Regions from separate parts of the Ovis aries genome. Here region 2 is linked to region 1. Evidence: chromatin contacts called from public Hi-C data. All regions are on one chromosome and are shown on one strand. The core of a region is the stretch at or near the end of the contact, and the rest is flanking DNA. Distances in the headings are between cores, read along the strand shown. Region 1 overlaps ATE1 (arginyltransferase 1). Region 2 holds the start of NSMCE4A (NSE4 homolog A, SMC5-SMC6 complex component).

Region 1 (6,612 bases), core at 2,247-4,746:
TTTTGTCCATATAATGGGCCAAACTAATTTAATTATGTTCAAGAAAATACATTTTTGCTTTTGTTGTTGTAAAACATTTGAAGTAAATAACAGTCAGCATACTAACTTGGGAACTTTAAGCAACCATATCAATGCAGAAAATCCATTTTTAACTCTGTTGGTAACTGTAAAATAAAATCACTTAGGCACCCCAAGAAGTAGGTTATTTTTTGAGAGATTTGATGAGGCTATAAATAAATATAGATTGCTTTGACATCCAGAACAGCAAGTCAGTTCTTTTCAGTAACATCTTTAGAAAAGCAGCACATAATTGCAGGGGGTGAGATTGTATGAGACTTCATAAGTGATTCTGTGCGTTTGCTTCCATTACTGTGTTCAGTCATTCAGGTAGATACCAGATTTTCAAAACAGAATACTATCTAGATAAAATAAAGCAGGAGTAATTTGTGACCTGTCTTTTGTATAATGCAATATAAAGCCAGCATTTAAGAATATTTATTTTTCAAAATACAAGTAATTCCATAGGATACAAATATGGGATTTTTAGCTAAAATTTTACTATGTTATAGATAATACCATTATCTAATAGTATTCACTGCCAGTAGATCTCAGCTCTTCTAAACTGTGTGAAGAACAGGCTGTAGCCATAGCTCCAGTAGTCGCATTACAATTCTGAGGCATTGGCTGAATGGTTTTCTAGATTTTATTATGGACTTTCAGACAAAGGGAAATTGAGAGAATGCTGTACTGACTGCCTTGTTTCCATCATCTAGATTCAACACGGGTTAGTTTTCTCTGTTTGCTCTATCTCTTTTTGTGTGTTGAATCATTCTTTGTTGTTTTTATTTTTCCTTGATTGGATGTATTGTAGTTTATTCACGCAATCCCTAGTTAATGGACTGGAACTTGTTTCTAATCTTCTGCTGTTTTAGATAGTATACTTTTGTCATTGTGCCTTTGGGTGGAAGTGTATTTTTTGCTTGATCTGACCTGTGCATCAAAGGACAAGAGCTCATAGAATTTTGCTGGTTATTGCCAAATTCCCTCCATGGTTGTACTGTCTTTACTCCAGAGTATGAGAATGTCTTTCTCCATAGCACTCCCAAACGAGCTGGTCTCAGACTTTGTGGATTTTTTTTTTTTTTTTTTGTATCCTTAGTTTTTAGAGTATGGAAAGGATGTTAGGAAGAAGTGTCTTATTTTGGGTGACCTCTGTGATCATAAGCTGAAATGTATATAAAGAATTTTGTATTTATACTTTATATAATTTAATGAAACAGGTGAGAGACTGATGCTGATGGGAACAGAAAAGTGGAAAGAAGTAAGCCGAAGCATCTAAGGGATCATGAAGTCGACAGGACTGTTGTCCTGACCAGGAATATTTATAACGATGAGGTTTAAAAATAATGTTTCTAAGAGTGTCTTTAATGACTCAACATTTTTCTCAATTAGAATAGGGATCTGCTGTATTAAATTTAATGAGTGAGTCCAGCTTATTTCCTTAATAAAACTCTTAAGCAGCAATAGGTTAGACCTTGTCTGGTCTATAAGAAGTCTGTCCTCAAGAGGTTGGCTTACACTGTGTCCCTTTCTGTCCTCATTGTAGGATAATCGTGTGATGTGATTTTGTGTTTATATGTGTGTATATCATATCATAGTTGAATTATTATAGAATTAAAGGGAATTTAATTTAAATTTTAAGAGCAGTATATATTCCTATCTCTCCTTTTTTTTAAAAATATGTATCATTTAGTGCTTAGATAGTTTGATACGGAACAGCTCTTCCTCTCTTTTTGAATTTGGAGGTACTGTGTATACAACTGAACACAAAGCGGAACAAAAGGAGTCAAAACCAAGCTTGCGATTCTCTGCTCATGTGACACGAACCAGCTTTGTATACTGCCTGAGATACAGTTGGGGTTAGTATGGAAAGTAAGCCTGGCTTGAGTGATTTGCTCGTCAGGTCGCTGTGTGGCAGTGTATTGGGCGCGTCTGGTGTCATGTGGGGAGGGCCCTCTGGTGGCACCGTTGCTATCTGCCCCCTCTTCATTGCCGACCACTCCTTGGTTGGGGTGAGGGGCTGGGCAGATGCTGCCTTTGGGTTGTGACTTCTCTGACTTTATTCTTCACAAGGATTGTTCACAAGGATCTTTCTTGAACTGCTTGTTCTGTGGCTTTGTTATCTGCAGTGGACACCTGCCTCCTTTTAATAAGTCCCTGTTACAGGTCTATACTGGGCTTCCCTTGTGGCTCAGCTGGTAAAGAATCCACCTGCAATGCGGGAGACCTGGGTTCGATCCCTGGGTTGGGAAGATCCCCTGGAGAAGGGAATGGCTACCCACTCCAGTATTCTGGCTTGGAGAATTCCGTGGACTGTATAAGTCCACGGGGTCGCAGAGTCAGACAGGACTGAGCGACTTAGCTTTTCACTTTCACAGGTCTGTACTACAGAGAACTCCCTCCTATAAGCACGCTGTTCTCTATCTAATTAAACAGAGGAGGTTATCAGGCTTCGTGGTCACTCTGTTCCATGTTTTCATTTTCCCTTTTTTTGTGTCACACATTCACAAGCTGGCAACAAGAGAATACGATGGTGGGAGATGAAAGTGGTTTATCCCCTGCTCGATGTCTTTGTCAACAGTAAAGTCACTTTTCTGGCATAGGTCACAGAGCCCATCATCTTTGTTTCTCTTTAGATTGTTTGAAACACAGCGCTCTTTGAATCTATGGATGAAGATAGTGGAAATGTTTTCCTAGGCCACAAGCACACAATTGAATAACACCAGACAGTTACTCTCTGTTTGTTTGTAGGTAGTCATGACATCAACGGTGTCACTTACCATTTATTGTAAAATCTTTAAACAGGCTTTTTAAAAAGAAAAAGATGAACAAACTTTGTTTTTTACAGTAGTTTTAGATTAAGAAGCCGTTTTGGAAAGAAGTTCACATATTATTTGAGAGACATCACTAGGATTAATAAATCTGAATTATGTATTTTTACCTTAATATTATAAAGAACCTTAAAATGGAAAATTTCAGGCGTTTGTAGAGATAATAGTGCAGTGAACTCCGTATGCCCATTGCCCAGCTTCAACACTGTCAGCACTTAGCCTTGTTTCCGCTTGCCACCTTTTGTTTGTTGTCCCTGAAATTATGCTCTTTTATCTATAAATACTTTTTTTTCCTGCTTATTCCATCAGGCAGTCTTACATAACTTTAAAAGTTACAGTGATTGAGGTAATTTCATGCTATCCTGCTTTCTCAGAAAGCACTGTTTTCTAAAATTAGTTCAGAGAACTTACTGTGAGAGACTCACACATCAGGAGACCTCTGCTTCTGAGGGATATTTATTTTGGGGAAAGTTGTGTTAGAGTCAGGCCTGAAGGATAAGACGGTAAGCGTGGTAAATAGAAGGTTGCCATGGGTCTCTTCTGACCCCTGGAGAACTAAGAGGAAGCAGTAGTGTGTTGAGAGCACCAGACTGTTGTCTCACTCCAGCCGCCAGGTGGTGCTCTAGATACAGAACAGGTTTGCTCTGAACATCAGGCTCGGTCCCTATGGGGTGTGTCTTTACAGCCTAAGAAGTATGGATGTTTTTCTTCTGCCATTTATAAGACTGACTTTGCATTGAGGCATTGAACATGATAATTACAAATGATTCTTTGCTTGTTAAAGATGTAAGTATTTTCCAGCACTTAACCTAGAGAGGAGCTTTCAGATTTGTTTTCCCTTCTTAATAGCCTTACTCTATGTATATGAAAATAATAACAGCCTATGTTTAGAAACTTATTCAGTGTATTGTACTGACATTTTCCTTCAATTATGCAGAGGAACCAGACAATTTTGTATAGGATAGGTATATACTATTTTATAAATACCTAACTGTCATAATCAATAGAATTTGAGTGATGGCAAAGGGTGAGCATTTTGAAATCTTAAGATATTTTTTCAGGCTACTTTTTGAGTAAAGTAGAGGGCTTGAAGTAGAGGGCAACATTTGTACAATTTAGTCAAAAAAGCCACAGAGAGTAACTTTAGGGGAAGAAAAGGCAGCGTGAGGGCATGTGGTACGCAGCAGTGCTGTGAGGGCAGAGCACGCCTGCGGCCAGGAGGGCCACTGTCACAAGTCTTGCTCGGCGTTCTGGGACAGAAGGCGGCCCCTGTGAGCAGCCCCTAAGTCAGGACAGTTTTGTGTCATAATCTCTCTCGAGGTGTGCTGCATGACATTTTTTATTAATAATAGTTAAATCATCAAGGTTGTAAAATCATTTACTTAAATTAGAGCAGAGGCCATGGTTCTATCCCCATGTCATACTGTTAATTCTGAGGAAGATGCATAGGGGTAGAGTTAAACCAGCAGTGGGAACATTTTTTCCTAAAAGTTCTTTCTTTAGGTCAAGAATTTCCAAAACTTGTCTCAGATCATAAAATCGTAGCATCATAAAGCATTAGAGATAGGACCTTCATGATTGTGTAGAGGGTATGGGTAGGGTATGGATTCACTCCTCTTACTTAGAGAATTAATTTGTCTAGGGTAACACAGGTGGTGAGTGGCAGAGCAGTGTCTCCAAATTTAAGAGCTTTTTGCACTAGACCATGGTGTTGCCATGTGAAAGCATAAAAGTGGGCCGAAATAATTAACCTCAAATAACTGACACCAGTGAATGAACTGTTCAACATAAAGCAAAATTTCCAGACAATTGAAACATTTTCATTGTTAAGATTTTATGTATTCTGACCATTTGAAATGAGTCTTTTCCAAATGTGTCGTGTTCTTCCCTGCCTTCTGTCCCAGAACGCTGAGCAAGACTTGTGACAGTGGTCCTCCTGTCCACAGGCATGCTCTGCCCTCACAGCATTGCTGTGTACCACATGCCCTCACACTAACTGCTTTTTTTTCCCCTAAAGTGACTCTATTTCATCCTGTTTCCCTTCTCTTTCTGTGCTTGGTTTTTGCGGTGTTTGTCTAGTTTGGCATTCTTGCCCTTCCTAATTTGTGGTTTCTTGATGTGTTTGTAAAAATATTTATTGAGCACATGCTGTGTGCCTTGTGGTGTCTGAGAGGCGTTTGCTCTGGTCAGCAAATGAGTGAGTAAGTCAGATCAGTGTTCCCTTGCTCCTGTGGCGCTCACATCCTAGGGTGGGAGGGAGTGGTCAGAGGTAGTCATTTGAGAGTAGCTGTACTAAATGAGCAAATTACACAGTAGGTCAGCAGCGGGTAACTAAAGGAAGGCAGAACAGGTGTAAGAGAAGAGTGGATCACCAAGTTAATTGTTAGTGAAGTTAACTAACAGTCAAGGGGAAAATGGGAAAGGGAGCTGGAGGGTTTCCTCTGCACGCTGGGGACAGAAGCACTAGGACCTGCCTTTTTGAGTCCTCATTTTAACCTGTTTTGCTTTCTTCTGGGGTTTGAATGTCTGAAATTCTAGAGTAGTTTGCTAACTGATCTCTTGAGGTATACTTTAATATTAATAGTTTATAGTTAATATGTAGCTACTTATACTGTCTTCTGGAAGCTAAAGAATGAGAGTTTGAGCAGGATGTTTGGTGTCAAATTTAACGCGTGGCACTGAGTGGATGCTGATTCTTGATTAACCACCTACAGGAGGAGAGACGTGCCCTGTGATAAATGATCTGGCTTGAATAGTGTGAAGATGATACCAGTACTAGTAGATAGCCTTGGTGTGTTTATCGTTCTGGACATTTTGGATGAGAATATTGATATCAGATAGTCTGAGGAGCATCACGGGTAACAGTGTGGACTCCGATCAGACACTTGGCTTAAGTCTCGTCTTCCCCACTTACTACCTGGAGCAGGTTTCTGCTTCCTCTGCTTCCGCTCTTCAGGTTCCTCGTTTGTGAGCATGGGGAGAACAGCACATGGGGCTCGTGAGAACTAAGTCAGGGCAAAGGTGCTTGGCTAGATAATCATCAGCTAAACGAGTTGCTGGGCTGTGGACGATGACAAGGCATTCGGAAGCATCAGAGACACTGAGCTCAAGGGCAAACAAGTGATACTTCTGGTTCGTCCAGCCAGCATTTGCAAATTATAGTTTTCCTCGTTTTGTTCTTCCATTTTAATTCTTATATTTGTTTGAATTAAAAGATGTCATATGTTTTAAATTTTAATATTAGAATTAGTTCTTTCAAAAGAAAGAAGTAGTAATACTCAAACCATTCAGTTTGGTTCATCAACGTGTAATTTTACTCTTTAAAATCCTATTATACCACCTGCAACTTCTAAAATATATCATTTGGTGAAGATTCATGTGTATATTTCTTAATTGCTTTACTTAGAACTGGAAATAAAGGAACTGTGGATGTTTCTGTGCCTTGCCTCTGGTGGTGGAGCTTCTTGCTTACTCTGCGAATAGATCCCTCCTTTTGAAAATAAGCTATGTTTTATTAGACCGCCATAATCTGTGGTATAATTTGTGTTCATACACTGACTTATAAAAATTCTCTGCCAGAGTCAAAAGAAATGCACAGTGCAGAGCGCCAGGAATGGAGTAGATGCCCCGTGGAGCGTTCATTGAATGAATGGGCGGCTGCGTTGACCATTTTTCAGAAACAGCTGTAGAGAGAACTCACTGTTGCCAAATGGAAAACTAC
Region 2 (6,612 bases), core at 2,724-5,223, 57 kb before region 1:
TATTTGCAAAACTCTGTAAATATAATAAAAAACATTGAATGATACACTGTAAAAGAATGGATTTTATGATATGTGAAGTTTATCTAAATGAGAAAAAAAAAAAAGAAAAAAAATAAATAAATGAGAAGAAAAATCTTACTGTAGTGCCCCAAGGCAAGTACTGTGAACTGAAATGGTTCTGCTCTACCAAATCATCTGGTTCAGGGGTTGGTCCATGAGCAGCATCATAGGCATTGCCTGAGGGTGAGACATGGACAATGAGAGGCCTTCTCCCAGGCTTACAGAAATCACAATCTGTACCTTAACAGGGCCCCTTCCCAGGTAATTCATAGGCACATTCAAATTAGAGACACCATGATCCAAAGCATTAATGAGGTCTTAAGGGTCTAGCATTGAATGACAAGTATATAGAACAAGTGATCATATGAACACACTTGATTTCAAAGGCATGAGAAAGATCAGAAAAAAATGTGAGAACAAACTTTGTTCAATTTAGAAAAAAAATTGTTTAATTTGTCGGCCTTTATTTCTTTATAAGTTTCTCTTTTCTTTTATAAGCAATTACTTGCTTTAAAAAATATATATCTATCCTTTTTATTTGTGTAGGTCTTAGTTCCCCAACCAGGGATTGAACCTATGCCCTTGGCAGTGAAAGCTCAGAGTCCTAACCACTGGACCACCAGAGAACTTTCTACAAGTTCTCTTTAATGTTAAAAACAGAAAGAAAAGAAATCGGGGGTGGGGGAAGTTTTGGATAAATGGTGTGAAGTCCAGGGCTTAAGCATGCTATAAAAGGTCCTTGAGCTAATATCATTTGTGGGTCTTTTTTTTTTTTTGTCAGCTAGAAATCACTTCAAGTGTAGAACTTTCTTTGACCAGCTGTTGTTCTAAGTGCTGTTGACTAGCATGGCTGTGGACTCTTTTCTAAAAAACACAGGGCAATGCTTGTGGGGTGAGAAGGTTAACAGACAACCATATTTAGACCTTGAGACCATTAAACACCTATATCCTTGAAAATGTTGATTTGCACTTTTTGATTACTAATTTGTACTTATTGTTCCACAGTACAGATTGAAAATTAACATGTTAAAGTTTAATTTCTCTTCTGAAATGATACAATTAACATATTACTGAAGCAGTACAGATTTAATAACCTATTTCTCTTCTTATTTCTACTCCAGGTAAGCAGTATTAAAAGTATACCATCAACCCTCAGATCAGAGGTTTCTGCATTCACGGATTCAATTGACCAAGGATAAAAAAATATTTTGGAAAGATTTTTTCTCTGGAAAGTTTCAAAAGGTAAAATTTGAATTTGCCATGCACTGGCAACACTTAGGTAGCACTTACATTATATTTAAAGCTATTTATATAGTATTTGGACTTCCCTGGTGGCTTAGATGGTAAAGCGTCTGTCTACAATGCAGGAGACCTGGGTTTGATCCCTGGGTTGGGAAGATCCCCTGGAGAAGGAAATGGCAATCGACTCCAGTACTATTGCTTGGAAGATCCCATGGACAGAGGAGCTTGGTAGGCTACAGTCCATGGGGTCGCATTGAATTATCTTGGTACTTTTGTAGAAAATCAGTTGACCATGCATGTATGACAGGTTTCCCAGGTGGCTCAGTGGTAAAGAACCTGCCTGCCAATGCAGGAGATGCAAGAGACTCGGGTTCACTCCCTTGGGTAAGGAAATCCCCTGGAGGAGGAAATGGCAACCTGCTCCAATATTTTTGCCTGGGAAATCCCAAGGACAGAGGAGCCTGACAGGCTACAGTCCATGGGGTTGCAAAGAGCTGGACATGACTGAACATGTACATGCCTGCACAAGTAGATGTATGGGTTGATTTCTGGACTTTAAATTCTATTCTATTGATCTTTATGTCTATCTTCATGACAGTATTACAGTCTTAGTTACTATAGCTTTGTAGTAACTTTTGCAATTAAGCATGCGTCCTTCCAACTTGGTCTTTGTTTTTCAAGGTTGTTTTGGCTATTCTGGGTCCCATAGGGCTTCCCTGGTGGCTCAGAGGTCAAAGCATCTGCCTGCAATTCGGGAGACCTGGGTTCGATTCCTGGGTCGGGAAGATCCCCTGGAGAAGGAAATGGCAACCCACTCCAGTATTCTTGCCTGGAGAATCCCATGGACAGAGGAGCCTGGTGGGCTACAGTCCACAGGGTTCCAAAGAGTCAGACACGATTGAGCATCTAACACTTTGACTTAACAAGGAGTCTGGAGGTAGGCAGACTCCAAGACACTCAGCAATTCAGTCACATCTATGTCCATCCTTGCCCTCCAGTGTTCCCAGTATTCTGGTCTTTTCTCATGCTTGTCTTCTCGTCAGTAGTAGACAGATTGGTTGCCATCATGCCAGACTCCATTTCCTCATGCCAGCATCACAAAGAAGAGTGAGGATGGTGATAAAGACTTTTCTTTTCTGCAGGCTTTGTGAGTGATGCAAATGTGAATCTGCCTCCCATATCACTGTCCAGAACAGAATCACGTCCTATCCCTAGCCCGATCTTCGGGGAATGGGGATGAGATTACCATGATTCATTTCAGGGCATACCTTTCCTGAAATCCAGGTTAAGCAGGAGTGAGGTGTGATATATGCTGCAAAGAATAGTGCTTATCTCAAACTGAGTACATCTGATTCACAACATGGTATTTTTGTAGACTTGGGTAGTAACTCAACTGACATTGTTCCTTTGAAAAAAAATGGGTTCTCAGCACCGAAAAGAACTCTTGAGAAATATTTGCAATACAATCCAAAATACGTGGGAGATTCATATACTTATCTTTAAAACTGTATTAATATAATTTCATAGTTTTTAGACCCATTTAAAAGTATTTTAGAATCTTTCAGCTTGAGGACCAAATATGAACATAAACTGTCAAGGTGTAGATATTTAAAAACGATGGTTAACAGAGTTTACTCCAAGAAAATCAAGGAACCTTGTCAATTTTCTGTTTGTTCAGTTGTTCTGTCCTCAAAAAAGGTGGGATTGGGACTTCCCTGGTGGTCCAGTGGTTAAGAATTCATCTGAGGATCCCACATACCACAGGGCAACCAAACCCCTGTGCCACAACTGAGCCCAGAAGTCTATAACCCATGCTCCAAAACAAGAGAAGCCAAGGCAATGAGAAGCCCAAGAACCACAACTAGTGATAAGCCCCCCACTGGTGGCAACTAGAGAAAGCCTGCCTGCCCAGCAACAAGGGCCCAGTGCAGTCAAAAATAAACTCAGACAGTAAAGAATCTGTCTGCAATGCAGGAATTGAGGGTTTCCACTTCAGTATTCTTCAGTATACTGAAGAACCCACTTCAGTATTCTTGCCTGGAGAATTCTATAGACAGAGGAGCCTGGTAGGCTACTGGAGTCCATGAAGTCCCAAACAGTTAGACAGGACTGAGCGATTAACACTTTTCACTTTCAAAAAAAAAAAAAAAGTGGAGGGGGGATTACCAGCTGTTCATAAACTCCACTGGGTCCCTGCCATAATGGCTCAAGGAACTAAGGTCACAGATAGTGAGTGGCAGAATCTCATCTTTCGTCTCCATGTCCAGCGCGCATCCTGCTTAACTGCAGGAGACTCGATCAACAAACACGGTCTGCGTGCCCATTACCTGGCAATGTCCCAGATATTTCTGTCTGGAGCTTGGAATGAATTTCCAGCTGCAAGAATGCTAAGTATTTGTTTTAAGGGTGTGGCTGGGTCCGGGAGAGCCAGGGAGACCCCGGGGAAGGTGAAAGTCTAATAAGGTGGGCACGGAGGACCAGACCACGAAGATTATAAGCATCTAAAGTGGGATCACAGGGTATCCAACGTCAGGGGCGTGCAAAGTCAGGGGCCTGAGCCGCCCGGTGCCCGCCTGGCGGCGCTGTAGCCACTGCGCCCCCGGCCTCGGCCCCTGCCGCCGGCCTCCAGCCACAGGCGTCGCTGTGCGCTCGCGCCGGCAAGGGAGCCGCGTTCCGGGGGGAGCAGGCGCTTAGGGTGTGCAGGGCTTTCAGTTTCTGGCGCGAACTTCCGCCGTTCCAAAGTTGCAGGGAGGCTTGGCGCTATGTCCGGGGACAGCAGCGGCCGCCGGCCCGAGGGCCGGGGCCGGGGCCGCGACCCGCACCGGGATCGCACCCGCTCCCGCTCCCGCTCGCGGTCCCCGCTGTCGCCCGGGTCCCGCCGCGGCGCCGCGCCCGAGCGCAGGGAGGCCCCAGAGCGCCCGGGCTTGGAGGATACCGAACCGTCGGATTCCGGGGACGAGATGATAGACCCGGCGAGCCTGGAGGAGGAGACCGACCCCAGTCTGTGCCGCCAGATCCGCCATCAGTACCGGGCGCTTATCAACTCGGTCCAACGTAAGGCAGGGTAGCGAGGCGGGAACGGCGCGCAGGCCCTGCGCGGCCCAGCTGGTTCGTGGAGCCCGGGACCAGCCCCGCGCCGCCCGGCCGTTCCCGGGTTCGGGGTTTACGAGGCACTCGCGCATCTGTCGTGCGGATCGCAAGGCACGACCTTGGCGGGGGCGCGCGAGTCCCCCAGGGGCGGGACCGCCCGAGGCCGGGCGCGGTCTGGAAGCCAGGGAGAGGAGGCACGAGGAGCCGGGGCGCATTTTCTTAGATCCAGCGGTTCCCCGCCGGCAGTCGCCCGCCCGAGGCAGCTGCCAGAAATGCAAATTCCCCAGTGTACTGGACCTACCTATTCTGAAACTCTGGGTGGCCCGGCTGTGCAAGCTGTGGCTTGCAGAGTTAGAGAGTCCTTCTGATTAAGAGCGCTCTTTAGAGGCTGCAGAAGGCGTGGAAGCCCATGGGTGAAGGTTAGGGGGAGCGAAGTGGGTCCCCTTTTCAAGTTCATTCTGCTAATGGGGTAGTCATCTTTTCTGTTGTCAGGCCGTTTTGGTTAAAGAAATACAGCTGAAAATAATTCCACCGGGGGGTGGGGGTGGGGGCTGGGACTTGGCTCTCCAGCTGCTGCTAGTTACTCTGTCAATGACTTGTTAGCCTATGATGAGCACCTTTCCCAAAGTTTGTATTTTTTTTAAAATAGAAAACCGGGAGGATATATTGAATGCCAGCGACAAGTTAACAGAGGTCCTTGAAGAGGCCAACACTCTCTTTAATGAAGGTAATTCTTTATTTTATGGAAGGAAGCTTTCTGTGATCATATATTTTAGGGTAATTTTAATTAGTTTTGCATGAGAACCGAATGCTTGACACCAAACAACCCCCATATTTATAAGAGTGCTTTACTAGTTTTGGAACCTTTTCCCTTGTAGCACCACTTCTATGATTGTGCACTTATCAGTCCCTAAGCACTGCTTCCCTGATGGATCAGGGGTTAAAGCGTCTGCCCACAATGCGGGAGACCTGGGTTCGATCCCTGGGTCAGGGACGATCCCCTGGAGAAGGAAATGGTTAACCCGCTCCAGTATTCTTGCCTAGAGAATCCCATGGACGGAGGAGCCTGGTGGGCGAGTTGGACACAATTTCACTTTCACTTTCACAAGTACAAACAAGTAGTAAGGGCTTTATTTGGGGGTGGGGAGCAGCAGCCAGTTTTAACAGGCGCTCCAGGAGATTCTGTTGCTTGTTCAAGTTTGAGAACTTTCTGTGTATTAAATTTCTATTGTATTGACTGCTGAGAATTTTTATGTCTTATCTTTCTACTCTATTGACTACCTAGGATGCATTGGATGTATTAAAGAAAGAACTGAGCTGGCTTCTGACATCCTGTTTCTTTTCCTGCCTTCCTCCCGACCTCCCGTCCCTAAGCTCCTTGTTTTGGTCCACCTAATATAACCCAGTGGGGATGGCCAGGTCTACAGGTGGCCCTGTTGGTCTCCAGTGAGGGGAGGGGCCTGAGAAAGAGAAGAATCTCAGCACTGAACTCTAGCATTGTTGGGGGCGAAGGGGCCTCTGAAATAAAAGCTTGGTTTGAATGAAAAGCAGCAGCAATGTTAGTGCTAAGAGGGGTCTCTGTGTTTGAAGACAGGACAGGTCAGGCAGCCCCTGATGGTGTGGGCACTGGGTCACAGAGCCCGGGGACAAGTCCTCAGACTACTTTTCCCTCCTGGCCTTTCTCTAAATTCTATGGGAGCAGAAGAGGAGAGTGCAGACCCATGCAGGTGAAGAAGTCAACAGAGCTGGCCGCTGCCTGGACACCACCACTCCACATGTTCTCTGAGAACCAGAACATTTCTTTCTTTTCACTTGGTGCAACCCCTCCTCCACTCTCTCTAGCTTTTTCTTCTCTTCTGAGCTGGGAACCCCCCTGCCCAGGCTGTCTCTTCAGGGTTGCTCTTGATCCCTGGTCCCCTATTATTCACCCACTGCTGAAAAGTTGTTGATTAACAGATCATTTCCTGCTTGGCCAATTCTACTATGCTAGCTGGGTCGCCTTTTTAAGGCACAGTTACTCAACCAGGCCCTAGGAGACAGTCAGCCAACAAAGGATTCTGTATCCTCCATATATACAGACTGCATGTTCTGCAGCTCCTAGAGATGTGAATCCATCCGTGGGAGATGGGCATTTTCCTCACAGCTTTCGTGGCAGTGACGGGCTGGCGGCGGGGAGGGGAGGTCAGGTCTGCAGCAGCCCAGGAACTAGTCCCTAGCTTT

What was found. Hi-C and Micro-C count contacts between places; a contact is called where the count stands out from the background.
Region 2: a Hi-C map of hypothalamus shows a contact between it and region 1, with 2.1 times the contacts expected there. The contact joins the promoter of NSMCE4A here to the enhancer-like site in region 1. A contact is called at or near these places in 4 of 16 Hi-C or Micro-C datasets (blood, hypothalamus and tail adipose tissue).

Annotation. Positions count from the first base shown.
Region 1 is chr22:41,329,200-41,335,811 of ARS-UI_Ramb_v3.0, reverse strand. The region is part of intron 7 of ATE1 (arginyltransferase 1); the gene reads left to right. Among named protein-coding and RNA genes, the nearest start is that of ATE1, 28 kb to the left of the region's middle. Within about 2 kb of position 3,496, at least 6 of the 54 cell types and tissues checked have an H3K27ac peak or open chromatin away from gene starts, as enhancers often do. A contact at or near this core is called in hypothalamus, where this site is marked.
Region 2 is chr22:41,387,016-41,393,627 of ARS-UI_Ramb_v3.0, reverse strand. It overlaps NSMCE4A (NSE4 homolog A, SMC5-SMC6 complex component), which reads left to right and starts at 3,973. Exons shown (of 9, transcript XM_060404567.1): 1 at 3,973-4,356; 2 at 5,042-5,119. The coding sequence starts at 4,065. It overlaps LOC132658392 (a long non-coding RNA gene), which reads right to left. Exons shown (of 2, transcript XR_009597994.1): 2 at 5,110-6,612.